3 separate regions of the Mus musculus genome follow, and regions 1 and 2 are each linked to region 3. A link is a contact called in public Hi-C and HiCAR-type data. All regions are on one chromosome and are shown on one strand. Each heading gives the region's core, a stretch centred on a gene start, on an enhancer-like site or on the middle of the called end of the contact. The rest is flanking DNA. Distances are from core to core; before and after follow the strand shown. Region 1 holds the start of Zfp81 (zinc finger protein 81). Region 2 holds the start of Zfp952 (zinc finger protein 952). Region 3 holds the start of Morc2b (microrchidia 2B).

Evidence for each region. A called contact is a pair of places that touch in the nucleus more often than the background predicts. HiCAR-type assays count read pairs that join an accessible place to other places.
Region 1: a contact with region 3 is called in a HiCAR-type map of embryonic stem cells, with 5 times the contacts expected there. The contact joins the promoter of Zfp81 here to the promoter of Morc2b in region 3. A contact is called at or near these places in 1 of 39 promoter capture datasets (liver) and 1 of 115 datasets of contacts at active chromatin or transcription factors (embryonic stem cells).
Region 2: a contact with region 3 is called in a Hi-C map of nephron progenitors, with 3 times the contacts expected there. The contact joins the promoter of Zfp952 here to the promoter of Morc2b in region 3. A contact is called at or near these places in 4 of 39 promoter capture datasets (embryonic stem cells and stem cell-derived epiblast-like cells), 1 of 484 Hi-C or Micro-C datasets (nephron progenitors), 4 of 115 datasets of contacts at active chromatin or transcription factors (embryonic stem cells and stem cell-derived neural progenitor cells) and 2 of 9 other capture datasets (adipose tissue and liver).

The regions. Positions count from the first base shown.
Region 1 is chr17:33,357,514-33,361,417 of GRCm38.p6, forward strand. It overlaps Zfp81 (zinc finger protein 81), which reads right to left and starts at 1,365. Exons shown (of 4, transcript NM_207541.1): 1 at 1,221-1,365. The coding sequence starts at 1,223.
Region 2 is chr17:32,990,513-32,994,636 of GRCm38.p6, forward strand. It overlaps Zfp952 (zinc finger protein 952), which reads left to right and starts at 2,627. Exons shown (of 4, transcript NM_001045559.1): 1 at 2,627-2,746. The coding sequence starts at 2,726.
Region 3 is chr17:33,138,399-33,142,274 of GRCm38.p6, forward strand. Morc2b (microrchidia 2B) reads right to left here and starts at 1,285. Exons shown (of 2, transcript NM_177719.4): 1 at 809-1,285; 2 at 1-424. The coding sequence starts at 398. It overlaps Gm52288 (a long non-coding RNA gene), which reads left to right and starts at 1,633. Exons shown (of 3, transcript XR_003952262.1): 1 at 1,633-1,694; 2 at 3,326-3,876.

The DNA of each region.
Region 1 (3,904 bases), core at 115-2,614, 220 kb after region 3:
AATAGTTCAACTTAATGGCTCAAACACAAGGTCTTAGGAAAACAACAAAATGTCAGACTTAAGAGCAAAAGACAGCAAGAAGTAAAAAATAAGTTGAAAAATTATTGAAATTGACTCAAAGAATACACACAGTCAATGTCAATCTCAGAAATGGTTCTTTTAAAAAACAGTAAAATAGGCAAAACTGTAGTCAAGCTAACAAAAAAGAGGGAAGAGACAAATTAATAAAGTCATAAATTAGGGGAGGTTGCAAGAGACTAAAAAAAAAAAAGACAGGAAAAAAGAAAAGCAGTGGACCATTTGGTAGTATTTTGAAAAAAATACCCCCCACGAGGAAAAGAAATATATGCAAGAAATGGTTTGATTCTGAGTCGCATACAACAAGCTAAAATTAAATCAAGAGGATATAAACAACTTACGAATATTCATAACGATGAGATAGAAACAGATATAACCCTCTCATCCCTTCTGTTCAAGTCCACAGCCAAAGAATCTACCACGTTTTTGTTTGTTTTTACAATTAAATTATTCATCCCATCTCATGCTTTTTTTTTTACAGCCAGCAATGCTAGAAGAAAAAAAAAATTCCCCCAAATTTCACCTGTGCCTAGACAATTAATTGCCCAATTGGTTGGTGAATCCAAACAATTTTGAAGCAAATTGAAAATCCTCTCTTCCTTGCAAGCCGGAGCATTCCTCCCACTCTCAGCCCAGAGGGAGCAAACAAATCCTCCTGCATTAACGCTAACAGCAAAAACCAGGATGCGGGATAGGTTTACAGTTCATTGGTAAAAGGATTGCCTAGAATGAGCAAAGCCTGAGGTTCGATGCCCACGAAGGAAGGAAGGAAGGAAGGAAGGAAGGAACGAACAGCGTTTATCAAAGCCCCTCACAACAGTCTAAATGCTACAGAGCATCACGCCAACTCGCCAGCGATGCAGTCTGGAGAGGCGCTGTCTCACCCGAGAGCACAGCGGACTAGAAGACACTGCTTCAGAAGGGGGGCGGGGCAGGGCAGGGCCGGACCGACAGGACCAGACCCCAGGCTCCCCGCTGCCTGCTCTGCACGGAATTAAAACGCACGTGGGTGAGAGGGCGCGGGTGACAGACTCCTGCACAGAATCAGGCGAACGTCAGTGCCGCGGCACCACACAGGGACAAAGCCTCCGCGATGTCACCAACGTGCCACGCACGACTCCAGGAACACAGGGCACACTCACCATTTCCTGATTTCACACGCGAGCAGTGTGCTTCCTAAAGGGCCTACAATCAGCAGAAGGGACAGCGACTCAGGCCAAGTCACCACCTGCCTCCCTGGAGCTACACAGGACTCAAACAGGGCGGCAATGGCGGCACCCTCTGACTATCCATGCTCCTCATTGGGCAGTTCATGCAGGAAAGTAACAACGTCCCTGATTGGTGAACGGTACCGACCCGCCTCTTTAACTCTTTTCAGCGCGTTTAAATGGAACTCACCCGGCAAACTGACTACAGAACCTCCCTAACTCTGGCTCCCCCAAACCCCTGGAGTAAACCCGGAGTATATTTGGTGTCATTCTATTTAAAGAGAATATACTTCGGGGTTTTTAGAGCACACATTTAGTTCTTCGTGTGAGTTCCTCGTGCCTTTCCGCTTACTCACACTACTTTTTTTGTGAACATTCAGGACTCAGTGACATTAGGACAAAGCCAATGACACACATCCCTACCTCCAGTTTTAGCGATAGAGGCTTGGCCGGCTTTTTACGTGGGTTCTGGGGATCCAAACGCAGATCCTCATGAAGGATAATCAGGCATTTTACCAACCAACCCATCTCACCAGCGCTTCTTTGGGCTTGTACTATAGGTGGTCATTACGCTGCTTACTGTACAGTGTTTGGGTTTTATAACGTACAGAGAATGCTGAATTCAGAATATATCTTCAACATGAAGAACTTGTGCGGTGGTTAAGATTAGAGATGCATTTCACCAAACTCCTAGAAATAGTGTTTGTGGATTTGGTTTATTTCGGCTAGAACTTCAATGTGGCTGTAGAATACACTGTCCCACTTCTGAATATTAAGATGTGGAGCACTTGTTACTCTTACAGAGGCCCTGGGATTGCTTTCAATCATCCACACGATCGTTTGAAAACATCTTAACTCCAAGAGCTTCATCACCTTTTTAATTCACAGGCACCAGGTTCTCACATGGTGCACATACATACATTCATACACATATAAAAATAATCTTAAAATTTTAAAAGAAGTATATATGAAACCAGATATAGGAGAAAGAGTCATTATAACTTTTAAGAGAGAATGTAAATTAATACAGACACAAAAATAAAGTATGAAGATTTCTAAGAACAAACAAACAAAAACAACTTAAAATTGTTTAGCATGGTGGTACAGACCTTTAATTACAGGACTTTGGAGGCAAGAAGTTAAAGGTCATTGTGAAGAAAAGGAAGAGGAAGAGGAGGAGGAGGAAGAGGAAGAGGAGGAGGAGGAGAGAGAAAGAAGGAAGGAAGGAAGGAAGGAAGGAAGGAAGGAAGGAAGGAAGGAAGGAAGGAAAGAGAGTTCCAGGACAGCCAGGGACACACAGAAACCATTCTGAAAACAAACAAACAAACAAACAAAACCTCAAAACTAAAGGTCACAAACTAAAACCAGCACCCTTTGCTAGGAAAGAGAAAGGAAAGAATTTTACTATACATAAGAAATGAATGGACATGGACTGGAGAGATGGCTCAGAAGTTAAGAGCACTGGCTGCTCTTCCAGAGGTCCTGAGTTCAACTTATAGCCATCACACAGTGGTTCATGACTATCTATAATAGGATCTGGTGCTGTCTTGTGGCCTGTAAGCATATATGCATACATACTGTATACACAATAAATAAATCTTAAAGAGAAATGCACATTAATGTTTATTATAGCACTGCTCAAAAATAGCTAAGCTCTGAAATCTGCCAAGATCTTGTTAAGACACAAATAAAGAGAATATAGTGTATGTATGTAGGCATAATTTTTTCAGCCTATTTTATTTTTATTGGTTATTTTATTTATTTATATATCAAATGTTATTCCCCTTCCCAGTTTCCCCTCCACAAGCCCCCTATCCCCTTCTCTCTCCCCTTGCCTCTATGAGGTTTCTCCCCCACCTGCCCACCCACTCCTGCCTCAGTGCTCTAGCATTTCCCTATCCTGGGCCACCAAGACTCCACAGGACCAAGGGGCTCCCCTCCCAGTGATGCCAGATAAGGCAATCCTCTGCTACATATCCATCTGGAGCCATGGTTACTCTTTGGTTGGTGGTTTTGTCCCTGGGAGCTTGGGGTGGGGTGCTGGTTGGTTGATATTGTTGTTCTTCCTATGAGGTTGCAAACCCCTTCACCTCCTACAGCCCTTACTCTAACTTCCCCATTGGGGTCACTCAGCCTATTTTAATAAATATTCAACCTTTCTTCTTGCCCACCACCCACCAGAGGCAGTGGAGGAGAAAAGTTATTAGGATATGAGAGAAGTGGGCCTGTTTAGGAATAGTTCTTTGGGGTGAGTTCACTCTTCTTTGTCAAAAGTTCAGAAATGAATGTTGCTTGTAGCAAACACCAAATATGAATCATCAGTTTCAGTCCAGTTCCCTTGGCAGGCAAACACCATACATGAACCGCAGCTTCAGTCTAGTCCTCTCGGCAGGCAGATACCACACACGAACCAGCAGCTATAATTCATCCTGAAGAAACTGCAAGGCTCACAGGCCAGCCTGAGGGGAGGTAGCAGAAGAGGCAAGAAGTGGCAGGAACGCTACAAGAAGTTTTTTGGTGAGTTTCTCTCAGGCTTAACCACTAGCACAACAACACTATGTAAGGTGAACTAATACATGGATGTAGTAAGCAAAGAATATCAGGCAGAGCAAACCGAA
Region 2 (4,124 bases), core at 1,377-3,876, 150 kb before region 3:
TGTTACTGTTTGTTTTTTAGTTCTTTATATAGTCTATACACATACCTTCTGATGGATGTATTTTTCCATTTTGTAGGCTGCTGCAATTTACCCCCCCCCCCAGGCCTTTAGGCCCCCCCCCAGGCCTTTAGGCCCCGCCCACCGACTTTAGGCCCCACCCACAGGCCTTTAGTAAGATAGTAAGTAGTAAGATAGAAGCTGTAATTAAACATCTCACAACCAAGAAAGGCTCAGGGCTGGATGGATGCAGTGAGAAATTCTACTATTCTTTCAAAGAAAAGCTAACAGTGGTACTCCCCAAATTACTCTACAAAATAGAAACTGAAGGAACATTTCCTAATATTTTTTGTGAAGCTACTGTTTCCCTGATAACAACACTGCACAAAGATCCGATTAAAAATTGCAGATCAATATCCCTTATGAATACAGATGCATTTTTTCAATAAGGTTTTGTAAGCTTAATTTAAAAATTCATCAAATAGATTGTTCACCATGATTGAGTTGGCTTCATCTCAGAGATGGTTTACAGATATGTAAACCCACAAAGGCATTCCAACACAAACAGACCGAAAGACAAAGCCCACATGATTACCTTATTAGGTGCACAAAAGGAGTTTGATACAATTCAAAACTCAATGATAAAATTTCTGGAGAGACGAGAGATTTAAGGGACATACCTCAATATGATCAAAGCAATTTACAGCAAGCACACAGTCAACATCATCCTAAACTTTTAGAAACTCAAAGCATTTCCACTAAAATCAGGCCTAACCTACGCAGTGGTAGCACATGCCTTTAATCCCAGCACTTGGGAGGCAGAGGCAGGCAGATCTCTGAGTTCGAGCCAGCCTGGTCTACAAAGTGAGTTCCATGACAGGCAAGGCTGCATATAAAAACCCTGTCTTGAAAAATCTAAACCAAAGGCAAAACCCATAACTTGAGTGTGGATGACACTTTCCCCCTTGTGACTATTAAGGCATTGGAAGGTCAGTCTCCTGGTAGAGAAAGTAGTGGAAGACATGGAGAGCTTCCAGAGTGAATGTTCGGTGTCTCTGGCTCATTATGACCTGTAAGGAGACAGTTGTCTGAGTCCAGTAGTCTTAAGGACAACTTCTCCATCTTACTGGTTGGGTCAAACTGAGTTCATGTTCCCAGGCCCAGGAACCAACTCTGATTCTGTTGTTTCACATGCTTCTTGCTTGTCTGATAACCAGTAAAGAATATATAAAAAAAAAAAAAAAAAAAGAAGTTGCCTGTTAAGGAAACTAAGGTACACACGCCATAAATCTATACACTGATTGCCTGTCATGACCTAACTGATTACATGCAGCTTGCCCACCCCTTTGCACCCTTATCATTTTGAGTTACAGGCCAAATGTCCAGGATTTCAAGGACATTGAAACTGGGTGGCCCCAGATAAGGCCCAGTCGCCAATGTGCATCACCTTCCTGACTGACTGCTCCCAGTCAGGGGCAGAGCCACAATGGAAACTCCTTTGTTCAACCCATTGTGTCAAAATATGAGTGGACGGGCTGGAGAGATGGCTCAGCGGTTAAGAGCACTGACTGCTCTTCTGAAGATCCTGAGTTCAATTCCCAGCAACCGCATGGTGGCTCACAACCATCCGTAAGGAGATCTGGCGCCCTCTTCTGGAATGTCTGAAGACAGCTACAATGTACTTACATGTAATAAATAAATCTTTAAAAAAAAATATGAGTGGACAATGCTACAGCCCACCCGGCTTCCCCCTGAACTTGTGGTTTCATCCTTTAATATGCTATACTATTTCCCTTCAGGTATGCAGTAGAGATCCCGAGCTGGCTACCTCTCTGTGTACTCAGAGAATAAAACTTTCATTTTAAGCTGCTGTCTTTGAAATCAATTTTCTTGGCTTCTCCCCGAACCTAACAGATCCACTGTGAAGCTCTTGGTCCAAAATCAGTGTTGATCTGGGAGGCTGAGACCATTTTACATTCCTGAATATAGAGGATTTCCTTGGGCAAAGAAACCTTTTTGGCTGACGTCCAAAGGCTGCTTTTCAGACCTGTTGAATCCTTTGTAGAAAACTTCGGGTGTGCAATTCCATTTTTCTCCAGACAATTTATAGTTGAATTCATTGTTGATATGTTTTAATTTTCTTGGCAGAAAACGGGTATATTGAAACACAAGGTTTGCGAAAGCTTTAGCTTAACCTCCCCAAATCTTGAGCTTGCATGTCAGGTCCTCTTTTTTTCCCTATGCCCCCAGATTGACATAGGGACTCTTCCTAAGGAAAAGTCTTGGGTTTTCTCCTTGGGGTACTGACACTAGAGGCTCCACTGTAAAGCTGTAGCATTAGTTCTTTAGGGGATAGGGTGTGTAGTTGGAAAACGCATGCACTAAGAATCCTGCTGAATGTTTCCTTAAATGCCACAAAACTTCAGGTTGCGCCAGGTTTGTTCTAGTGAAGAGCAAGCTAAAAGGGTCATGAGTGACAACTGTGATTTTAGCTGCAGCGGTACTCAGAAAGGCTGATTTCTTTTTAATTAAGCTCGTAGGAGGCAGGGGGAGTTATTCACCAATCAACGGCGCTGTTATTCCCCTGTCCAATAAGAAGCGCAGATAATCGAAGGGTTCCTCACTTGCTACCATCTTGAAGCCGGTGCAGCTGCGGGAAGAGTCGTGTCAACTCTTCTTCGGTTACTGTCACTTCTTCTAATTTCAGGCTCCTTGGAGAGGACACAGTATGCATCAAAAGCAGAGAATGGTGAGTGTGTCACGGGCTCCTGGCTTCGAGGATGGCAGATCTGTGACACTGCCAGGAGACCAGGGTCCAGTTCTGTCCCTTCACTACGAAACGGGTTTCATGCCAGTCCTTTCAGTGTGGGTCCATGCCTCGAACTTACACCTCTGCAGAATTTGCAGCGCTGGTAGATTGGTGATGCTGAACGCAAACTGCGTTTTGAACGACAGAGGGTGTGTGAGCGCTGTTGCGGGTCTTTCTGCCCTTGCACTTTCGTTTGCCCTGCTGTAGTTTTCCTCCGTGATCACGGTGTGTTTTTCTTTCGTTTTCTTTATTTTTTTCAGCTGTTGGGGGTCCCCCCAAAACAAAACACAAGCAGGCACAAGAGTCCAGCAAAGCAAGATCTTTATTTTAATTAAGCAGAAAAACCTGACCGGTCAGGGACAATAGCATAGACCCCGTCCCGGAAGGAAAATTGCACAGCATATTTCGGATGAGACCTCAGAGCAAAGGGGAGTGGAGTGAGTGGGCTGTAGCGTTGTCCAGCCGTATTTTGACATAAGGGGTTGGGCAAGGGAGTCGCCAATGTGATTTTGATGACTCCTGCGGCTTGTCACAGGAAAGGGGTAAAGGAATCATTGGTGATGAAGCCTCCCCTGGGCCACCTGGTTTCAAGGCTTTTTTCTCAGAATCTTGGTGGTCAGGCCTCATCCTGGACATTTGGTGAGTAACTCAAAATGATGAGGGGCAAAGGAGCTGGTTCCTGGGCCTGGGAACACGGACTCAGTTTGTTTCTGTCAGCAGGATAGTGAAGCTGTCCTTGAGATGCGTGGATTCAGACAACTGTCTCCTTACAGTAGGGCCAGTTGAACCCGAGGCTTTATTTATGTTAGGCAAAGGCTCCTTGTTGTGTAGAGGGCATTTTTCTCCATTGGAAATCTATTTCAACCTCGCTTTTGAGCTCTCTTTTGAATAATAATGCTGGTCAAAATAGTTAAAAGTGGAAATATGGAAAAATGGGGGGAAAGCCTGAGGGAAGGGATTCATGTAGCTGTAATTTGGTTTTCCTTGGTGGGTTTCTCCGAACAGAAAGAATTAGGAGAGTTCGTCAATTAGTCTTTAATTGGAATACAGTTCTTGGAAGAAATATTAAATCTTTGGTGTTTTTGCCTTCAACTACTTGTTCTATGTAGATAGTAATCTCTGACCATCAAGAAAGTCGGGGATGATCAGCCTGACACAAAGGCACCATTTATTTTTTTCCTTGAAATGGTTGAAACTGTTTTTGACTTTTCCTGCTGCCTGTGTATCTGCATGTAGAGTTCTCAGCTACCTCTCCAGCACTGTGTCTGCCTGCGTGCCACCATGCTGCCCACTCTAACAATGGACTAAAGCTCTGAAA
Region 3 (3,876 bases), core at 35-2,534:
GTTCGAGACAGGAAGAGGCAACTCATGGTGTTTTCTTTCTTAGTGAAGAGGATAAAATCCTTCCCAATACGCATTGAGCCTGATTTTAGTCCATTCCCGTACCGCCCAATCTGTGTGGACTCTGGTGTTCGTTTGGCTGATTTCCCAAACTGGATCACATTGATGACATCGTTTGGATCCATTCCGACTCCATTATCCAGAAAACAAAGCATGAATCCTCCTTGAAGGTCCTCTCGCTTTTCAGCGTAAATATCTATCCGGGTGGCATCAGCATCCCTCGCATTATCAATCAGTTCAGCAAGAGCACCAAACAAAAATGCATGGGTAGTTGAATTTGTGTGTAGATAGTCAAAGGTTAGTTGAGCCCGGTTGAGAGTGCTGTAATTGGTAAACGCCATGACTCAAATGAAGCCTCCAGTCTTACCTAGTAACAGAGAAATATATGTATTGGGGCAGATTTTTAAAGGTTCTACTCAGTAAAGGGTAGTTTCTGCTTCTTACTGATAGATAAAAGAAGTTACTTAGTAACTATCCAAAATACAGAGATATCTGAAACCGAGATTTATTTTTTCCTTTCGTTCTAATTTTCAATGAATATGATGCAATTATTTGGGGTGGGTGGGTGAAGCCTCAACCTGCATTTCTAAAGAACGTTGAGTGTTTTTTTTTTTTTTTTTTTTTTAGTTCATTTCAGATGATCTGGTTTAAAAGTAGGTGGTCCTTAACAGCTCAACTTGATTGTTAACTGTTTTATCTGGACATTCTTTGAGCCATTTCATGTCCTAAATTTTCTAACGAGAAGACTTACCAGTGTGGAAATCGACGTCTACCAGGAAACTTAACTTTCATCTACATCTTCACTATTCTTTAATAGCTGTAGTACTAGAAGGTCCTTTCACAGCGTAGATAGTTGTACATCCGGTATCCCATTTGGCAACTGAAAAAAGGTCTTTGTGATTCCTTACCAGTCTTTCAAATTCAAACCCAGTTTAATGTTATGCCACAATCACCACAGGGTGCTCTGTGAAATGACCTCACAGTAGTCAACAGAAACTCCTCATAACAGACCCACCCAAATCTTACGTGGCTGGCTATGGTCCTACACCATTCCCTGTCCGACTTGGGATCCTGCAGCTACTTCCCCCTCTCCGGGAGGAGTGAGTCTCAGCTTGCAAGGCTGAGACCCAAGGTGTAGGACAGTTGCAACCGCACCACTAACCAGCTTGTGCGCACTGGCCGGCCACTGGCCACAACTCCCAGAAGCCCTTGTCCCTCTGTTTAGAATTCGGAATTCAACCGCCGCAGCGCGCTTGGAACCACGGGCCGCCTCCGCCTCCATGGAGCGTCACCTGACTGCTGAACTAGGTCACTCACTACATAGCTAAAGAGCAGAGCTCGACTGGATTGTAATAATGGGTGCTGGACCAAAGGATGGCAGGAGTAACAGCATGAATTTAGAGCTTGCTGCTTCTCTGCCATCGCTAAAGCTATCCCATTTTCTGCTTTTGTGTCGTTCATGCTCACAGCTCCAGGCCTTTTTTATTAGACACTTTTCCTGTTATCTAGTGACTATATGTCATTTGTGTGTGGATGCCTGCAGAAGCTGACTGATCCTCTGGAGTTGGAGTTACAGGCAGTTTGTCAGCCTCCGGACCTGGGTGCTGGGAATCGAAGGCGGTTCTCAAGAAAGAGCAGTAAGCCCTCTTAACCCTTGAGCCATCTCCCCAGACTCAAGCTGTAGTCCTTCTTAAATTCTTTGAGCAAGGTGCCAAGGACCTAATTAGCCTGGCACAGACACCATTAGTAACAGTGGAACCAAGGAACCTATTTTTGCTGCTTAGACATTTTAATGCACAACTGTTCTAGCACTTGGAGTGTGGATGCAGGAGGATCATAGATGATAAGAGTCCATCTTGGGCTATGTGAGACCACATTTCTCACCTCCCCAAGCCACCATTGTAGAGTAAAAGGGCCAGGGAAGGAACACCCTGACCTGTGATCTCAAGCTCAAAAGAAAAACATTGTGCCCCTGGCTTGACCTCAAGTTCAGAGGCTTGGAAATCACTATTACCACCCTTAGCTCAAGTTTATTGAACAAATGATATTTCCTAATCTTCCATACTTTCCCATCAAGCTCACGGAACATGCTCTAAAAACCCTATAAAAGTCTTCCTTTCTGTCCAGCCCTCTGCTGTCTCTTCCTGGTCAGTGGCAGACTAACCCCAGTAAATCTTTTGTATGAGGCTTGTTGCATGGTGTGACTGCATGATATTCATTGCCAATATGTTCTTGCAATAGGAAAACCATTGTCTCTTAGAACCCTCCCCTCTTCTCGCCAGGTATGGGAGCTGGGTTGTGAAGGGCTTATGGCTGGAATCTCATTTCAAAAGCACACCGTTTAAGAAACGGCTTTCCTCCTCTACTTCCTCCTCTTCCTTTTCTTCTTCCATATTTTTTGTTTTTGTTTTTGAGGCAGAGTTTCTCTGTCTAGCCCTGGCTGTCCTGGAACTCACTTTGTAGACCAAGCTGGCCTGGAACTCAGAAATCTGCCTGCCTCTGCTGGGATTAAAGGCGTGCTCCACCACGTCCTGCTCTTCCACATTTTGTTCTTCTTCCTCTTCTACCTCTTCTTCCTCCTCTTCCTCCTCCTCCTCCTCCTCCTTCTCCTCCTCCTCCTTCTCCTCCTTCAGAGCTTAGCCAGTGAGCTGCTATTTGGGTCCCAGGCTACCAAGCCTCTAGTTCAAGAGAACTGGGCTTTCAGGAGGCCCAGAAAAAACCTTCTAAAAACAGTTAGAATCACTTCCTTTTGTTGTTATTGTGCAGAGACCCTAAATTGCTCAGTAGATCTTTGTGTCCTATTGGGCTCAGAAGTTGAGCTAAGGAAGAGGTAACAGCACCACCGGGTTTGAGTATGAGTCATCTTGACAGTAGGAGCAGCTATGAATGTTTTCAAAGTTTTCTCATCTCTCCCAGATTAGGTATCTTGTCATTTGGAGACTGTGGATCCAAGATTTACAGCCAATCCGAGCATGGGGTCTGTCCAAGGTGTCCAAGGCAAAAGTGAGAAGGTGGCCTATGGTCTGTAACCTGTGGCTGCTGTTCTAGGTGTCAGGTTGTCTGCCACCTGTGTCTCACTTGGTCTGTGTCTTATAAGATCAGAGTAGATATGATTCAAAGACAGCTGCAGAACCACAGGCCACCACAGCATGGATGAGAACTCACAAAAACTGGGAACCTGGGCACACTATGTAGCCTGTGGGCAGCTCACCAGGTTGGAGAATACTCCTGCCTTCCACATGACTCTGTTGGTCTAAATCTCTTCCAGGTAGCACCACTAGTTTCCGCTCCTTCCTGGTGGCTGCCTAGCCTGGTATTAAAGTCTTCATTTTGGCTTGTCTGAGAATAATTCTCTGAGGTCTTATTGCTTAACTCCTGGGAAGCAGGGGCTTGGTGAATCTGAACAGCTTCATGGACTCCCTGGAGTTATTTGAGTTGCTTTGGGCTTAAGGAGCTTCCCTGCAGGATGGAACGTTTCAATCTAGGAGGAAACTGCTATACAAGAGGCAGGAGAATGCTAAGTTTGATACTACCTGAGCCACAAAGTAAGCACAAGAAACCAGCTTCATCTTCATAGCGAAACTCTATTGAACAAGACAAAACAAAATGGCTGAGTGTGTTGACACATTCCTGTAATTCCAGCCCCAAGATGGGGAGGCAGAAAATCTGGACTTCAAGTTCCTCCTCAGTTTGAGTCTAGTTCAAGCTGCAAAGACCCTGGTTCAAAACCAACCAACCAACCAACCAACCAACCAACCAACCATCAATGAAAAGGAGTGAGAACAATTTTACCCTAAAGTACTCCTATTAAAGTTGTGC